2 separate regions of the Anas platyrhynchos genome follow, and region 1 is linked to region 2. The links are chromatin contacts, called in public Hi-C maps. All regions are on one chromosome and are shown on one strand. The core of a region is the stretch at or near the end of the contact, and the rest is flanking DNA. Distances in the headings are between cores, read along the strand shown.

Evidence for each region. Hi-C and Micro-C count contacts between places; a contact is called where the count stands out from the background.
Region 1: a contact with region 2 is called in a Hi-C map of subcutaneous adipose tissue, with 2.0 times the contacts expected there. The contact joins the enhancer-like site here to the promoter of SKIDA1 in region 2. A contact is called at or near these places in 4 of 8 Hi-C or Micro-C datasets (F1 follicle, liver, skeletal muscle and 1 more).

Annotation. Positions count from the first base shown.
Region 1 is chr2:140,518,337-140,521,495 of IASCAAS_PekinDuck_T2T, reverse strand. The region is part of intron 1 of DNAJC1 (DnaJ heat shock protein family (Hsp40) member C1); the gene reads left to right. Among named protein-coding and RNA genes, the nearest start is that of DNAJC1, 24 kb to the left of the region's middle. Within about 2 kb of position 1,420, at least 2 of the 8 cell types and tissues checked have an H3K27ac peak or open chromatin away from gene starts, as enhancers often do. A contact at or near this core is called in subcutaneous adipose tissue, where this site is marked.
Region 2 is chr2:140,307,707-140,310,801 of IASCAAS_PekinDuck_T2T, reverse strand. It overlaps SKIDA1 (SKI/DACH domain containing 1), which reads left to right and starts at 1,605. Exons shown (of 2, transcript XM_072033693.1): 1 at 1,605-1,901.

The sequences.
Region 1 (3,159 bases), core at 171-2,670, 210 kb before region 2:
ACACCAAGCTCTCCCCAAATCTCCTTTACCTGTTCAGAATAATCATTGTCACGTTTCTGTTACCCCTTAATTTTTAAACTGTAAGTTTAGAATTTAAAGAAATCAATCTTTTAACAATCCCACTCTTTTAAACAGTTATTTCTCTCGCTGCTTACTAAAAAAACAAACCAAACCAACACCCAAAAAATAAGGTACCAACTTTTCTCCTGATAACAAAAGAGAACTGAAATAGAGCTTGACCAAAACTTTTTATCCTTTCGGTCTGTTTGCCAACAGCATGCTCTTTGTTGACATTGCCACAGGGTATTCGGCTCCCACTGCTGGCATCTGCCGGACTGCTCGGGGTTTGTGTGGGACTAATTGGGAGAGGGAAGCTCGACAAGGAAACGCTCATTCCAGTCCCGTTTCTGCCTGCTTACTCAGTTTCTTTGCCCCGCAGCAAGTATTTCTTTTATTTTGGCCAGTGACACTTGCTGTGACTTACTCTTCCAGAAATAATTTTGCAATATTTCTGCCACCGCTATTTGGTTTTTGTTTTGTTTGTTCTGACAAAGAGCCTTCCCCCGCCCCTAACAAGTTAGGAGAGGAAGAAATTGCATCTGGCTGATGCAATTTCTTGGATTCGATTCCACAGCTGAGGTTATGAGATAGAAGGAAACGTGGCTTTGGCCTGCGGTTTGTGCTTGTGGGGTTGTCAGTAACGGAATGCTTTTTCCACGTAGTAGCTTGCAGCTTTATTCCTTTCTTCTCTACCTGTGGCAAAAGTTACTAAATATTCTCGCCTGCCTGTTGATCTTTCATCAAGTCCTGACTTTCTGTTTATAACTTCTGGGGAAGAACCCATGTTAAAATACTGTATGGTAATTTATCTTTGATTCACTTATGTCCCGTGGTCACAAAACTTTTCCTATGGCTTTTGGTTTTGAAACAGTCTACGTTTGTCAGTGCTTCTTCTAGAGACCGTGGTATCAGAGTTTTATCTGCTGACTTGCACTGTTATCTTTAATGCTGATAATCCCGTAATCCTATGTTGAGAGGCAAGTAAATGAATTAGTAATAGTCACTATCTTCTGCGGTCAGTTGGCTGAAACAGATTTCTCATAGCGTAGTTAATGGCATGTAACCTGTGCCAAGTTTTTATTGCTGTTCACTCAACTGGTAATTCTTCTTTTCCATAGGCATAGAAAAATGCACGCTCTTCCCCTTTATTTTGATCTTTCCTCCTTTTGCAGTTTGTCTTGCTACCAGCTCTGCTCAGCCAACTTTCTGCTTCCTGCAGTCGGCTGCTGCCTCCAGATTGAGGAGCTCTCCTTCCAGTGCCAGGACAAAATGCCTCTTATCTGCTTGTTGCTTGGGCTCGTGATGGGGAGGAAATGAAAACGGGGAGGGAGCAAACAGATACGTTCCTTATGACGAGAATGGGGCTCTATGGGTGAATGAGAGACGAGGGGAGGCAACTACGGTCCCTCCAAACGCTGCCTTTTCCTATCAGTGACTGAAAAATGGCCGTACATTTGCTCCATTACTTTGACTTCAGAGGGTGAGAACTATTATTTTGTCTCTCTCAGCCCTGTGACAGTGCTGACAGGCTACTTAGCTTCCCAGCAAAAAAGGCTCGTTTGCACTGAATTATCTTAAAGTCTGGGTGAGGAGAGGAGCAGGCACGTGTGCGCTCATACACGTGTTTGGTACCCGCTGCCTTCTGTACCCTCCGCATGTGAGTAGTGCCTGGAGGTCTTGCTCTGGTCTTCTGCCTCTTGCAGACCAGGAGGTTTGCAGTTTATGGATCTGAATGAATGAATTCCCTCCTTTCCTGGCACAAACAGGGTGCCTCCAAGGTAGTACTGGAAAAGAACAGTAACTCCTTGCAGGGAATGGCTTTATGAAAAGCAGGAAAGTGATCTTCCTGCCTCCCACTTGGGCATGTGCAACTTTCTGCCTCTCACTAGGGTTCAGTGCAAGCACTTGGATTTAAAAAACATAGAGGGCAATTCAGGGAACAGTGTGCCACTGTGTGTAACAGTGTCTGCCTACAGCTGCCATAAATTTTGAGAGGTGAGTATCTTTCTTCAGGTGTACTTGGCTTGTTCACACTGGAAATAATGTCAAACAGGCATTTTAAGCAACCATAATACCAATTTCCATACAAAGTCACTAGTGAATGGGAAGGGCTGTCTTCAGTTCAGTTCCATCACAAGTCATGGCATATATATGTTTTTTTAAATAAGGGCAAGATTTTTTTAATGAAAAATAATTTAGTTTTGTTTTACTTCAGCTTTCAGTGATGTATAAATTCAATGTGTGTGAGAGAGTTTTAATTGACGGTTCCTAATGATAAGCTTGATTTCTTTATGCAGGTTCCTTTGAACATTCCTTGGCTAGTTTATGGCCCATAAAGACCTGTCAGCTTTTGTGAATGGTCATTTGGGATGTCCTCTGCTTTCTGCCGTGTCCCTTTATCAGATGTGCCTTGCTGTATGCCATCAAACTGTGAGCTGCAGTCAGGCAGTGCTCCTGCTTTCAGCTCACCCTGTTAGGAGGGTGGCAACTTTTAGCAAAGCGGTGGGCCATAGTAATAGGAAATCTGTTAAGCTTATTGGAGTTTAACTGAGATGGTTTTTTATTAGGGTTTAGGCTGGGTTGTGTCTTACAGAAATTTTGCTGACGCTGGCATCTGTACTACAGAGAGTGATGGAGGGCATTCCTATATTCTTTCAAGGAGGCTATGTACTAACTCAGCAGTGAATTACTATATGGGTAGTGGCATGTTACAACCTCCCTGAGGTCTTCTGAGTCCCGAGGTAGTAATAGCTCATTAAAATGGTAGTTAATGAGTATAAAGGGATCATTATGCAACTCCTTTACGTGGTGGGTAGGGCTAAATCCTAACTAGTTCAGTAGAAAGTGGTCTAAATAAAGATGGAAGGAATTTGATAAATGCTGCTGGTAGTTCTTTATAAACCTAGCTATTTACAGCAATGCATTTGGAAAAAAAAACAACACCCTCAAATACATTTTGAATAAATTAATACCTGTTTCTGAATGTACTTCAGGGCTTTCAGAGGAATCAGAGTTACTTTAGTATAGTTTGTGATGAAAAATCTTTAGTTAAAAATCTGCAGCATTTTGCCAATCTTGATTAGTTGATTATGGGTAAAA
Region 2 (3,095 bases), core at 356-2,855:
CTGCTAAAAAAGTATTTTAAAACTACCGGGAGTAGCAAGCTCAAGAAATAGCCTTAGCTCGCGACCATTAAAATTTGCACAAAATTCGAAGGCGCAAGGGACGCCCCAGCCCCCACGGATAAATTACAACTTAAAAAGCACTCGGCAGAATTCGACATTGCCGCTTTGTTTAGGAAAAAAAAAAAAAAAAAAAGGAAAAAGGAAAAAAAGGGAAAAGAAAATACCCAGTGAAACTCCTAGGCATAGCGGTGTTGGCCAGATTATGATTTTTTGTTCGGGCTGATGGTTGGCATTTCTTTGTCCTACATTTTTAGGAGATTTAGTTATACGTTCTCATTTGTTGTCACACCAGAATTTACGGCAAATTTTACGTACTACAGTCACATTTGGCTGACTTTAAAATAGCAGAAGGATCCCATTATACTGTTCTTTGACCCTATTATATTTACGTTACTGGACTCTTTGTGATAGCCTCTAGCTGCTTTCTGTGTCCTCCTTGAGCAAAATATGCACAGCGATATCTAAAAGCAGGGTATAGGGCTAGAAAAGAAGTTCTCATTTGCAATCTATATTTCTGCCCAGAGCCGGGAAAGCAAAAGGTTTATTTAATGCTTGTCAATACCTGGAGACGTGGCCCAGCACTTAACAAATAATAATAAATAATAATAAGACTCTAATAATGTGGCAATCCTAGTGTGAAAATGCACGTGACCTCTTAGGTTTTCCTGAAGATTTTCAAAAGATTTCTCCCCATTAGTACAACTGCTGGTGGACATCGCTGTTGCATTTCCCAACTCCACGTTTAAAAGACTGTAAATGGTGTGTGCATTACTTCATTGCAGAAGGAAGAGGTCAGGCTGAATTGCGCTGGTATTTAAACATAATCATCCTATGAAAATAAATCAAAACATCGCGTAAAAGGAGCATTTCAAACGCTACGTGCATTTTCTTTCTGGAACAATGTGGTTAAGCGCTTCCCCGCGAGCACGTATATTTTAACACAAGTTTACCAAAATGAAAGTATGCGATTCCCAATAAATGGGAATAGGTCCACGGCGAGCGATTATGAATATTATTTTTTCTCTTTCTTTCCTAATGAGGTTTATCCTTCGGCCAGACAGCTTCAAGACTGAAACGCTACTGCCTATAGAGTGGAGATTGCAGATTGCACGCTACTCAACGTGAAAAGGAGCACGTTTGATTGATAGTCCCGGGGTGTGTGTGTGTGTGTGCCCTGTGCTCACAACTCCGCGGAGTTGCATGCATGTGGATTTGGCAAAAGCGGGCATCTCCGGGCCTCCTTATCTGCAGAAAGGCGAGCCAAACCTCCATGCCTTTAATCATGTGCATCTTTGATCGCGACTGAGGGGGACACCGGCCACGGAATTAACAAAGAAACTCCCTCGTTTTCCAGAGAGGGCCACACGTCCGGCCGGCTGCGCGCACACATGCACAGCACACCGCCACGCAGGCGTCCACGCAGGCTGCGAGCGAGTAAATTAGTGCCTAACTTTGCACCTAATTGCTACCAGACACCTCGATTTTTTTTTTTCATTCTTTTTTTTTTTTTTTTTTAATTTTAATCCTTTCGGCCGCCTTGCGCGTTCCCAAGCCCGGCCGTAAACGTGGCTCGCTATTGATCGCCGTTCCCCTGCGTGCGTGCAAATCCATCTGAAAGTCCCTGCCTCGCGTGTGCGTGTGCAAGGGGCCCCCGGCGGCCCTTTATCAGGCTCTCCCCCGGCGGGCTCCAAGACGACCCCGGATGCACAAACGCGTGCTGCTGGCCCGGGGAGAGCCGCCTGGTTCGCCTCGCACACAAAAACCCGCTGGAGAAGTAGAGAAACAGAGGGCTCCGGGGGAGCCGGGGAGAGGGATGCGGCTCAGAGGGTGTGCGGGTGCCTGTAAGTACGGGGGGCGGCTCGCACCGCCCGCAGCCCCTCTCCCCTTCGACCCGGAGGCTCAGGGCTGTGCCTAGCCGGGAGCGGAGCTCGGCCAAATAGCCGCTCCTGCTCCGAGGCGTTGGATAGCGCCGGAATGAAGCAAACAAAAAGGAGGCATTTTTGAAATAGTTGCCGGATCCCGCTGCCAGGCTGTCAGCTGCAGGGACTGCGGGCGGCCCTGCCTGCGAGCCCCCGCACAGGAGCCCAAAGCACCCCAAATGCCTGCAAACGAATGGCTTTGCAGCCCAGAGGGGCTTTTTTCCCCCTTTTTTTTTTCTTTTTTCTTTTTTTATTTTTCTTTTTATTTTTTGAAGGGGGGGGGGGCGTTTTGTGTTTTTCTTGTTTTCTTTTTCTCTATTTTTTTCCTTTTTTTTTTTTTTTTTTTTTTTTTTACGTCTGCTGAAAAGCTTTCCCGGACTTTACTGCTCCCTCACTGTTGACTCCCTAGCCTTAACCTTAAAGCAGGGGGAGGAGAGCAGCGGGGAGGGGGGTGGTGTGTGTGTGTGTGTGCGGGGAGGGGGGGGGTGTTGGCGGCGTATAAGTACATCAGGAGGAATTTTGAAACGACCCTTATTGTCTCTCGCTCTAGAAAGACCACGGTGGTTCCTTTTTAACGGGAGCAGCTGTTTTCCCTCGCAACTTCGCTCGCAGCCCCCCGAGCACGGCTCGATGCCTCTCTCCCGAAAGGCGCACGCTGCTCCAGCCAGCTGCAGCGCCGGCTGCCCCGGCGGCTGGCATTAGCTGCGACGAGGCATTGTTCCCCGCTGCCTCTCGGGCGCGTTTCAAGGCTGAAATATCACGAGATCCACCCAGTGAAGCCTTTGCTAATTCGAGGGACGAAATGTAATTCGCTCTAGCTCCGGTTTCTCGGACGGGAAGGCTCTCCTTAGCTTCCCGAGGGGAGAAGTAGCCACCGCGGTTTCGCGCACACATGGATTAAGTTGAACAGCGGCGATTTTTTACATCTGCGCGGAGAGAGCAACAGTAGTCCAAGGCTGACTTTCCTAAATCTCTGCCCTCCGAGTTAGAGGCTCCCTTCAATAGACTTCCTCAATTTCCGGATGCACTCCTCGAAATTCCCAGGTCTCTCTAGAATTCCTGCGAAACTGGGGGCTCGCCTGCATTTCGCCTTGGCATGCGAGGCTGCCTCTTTGG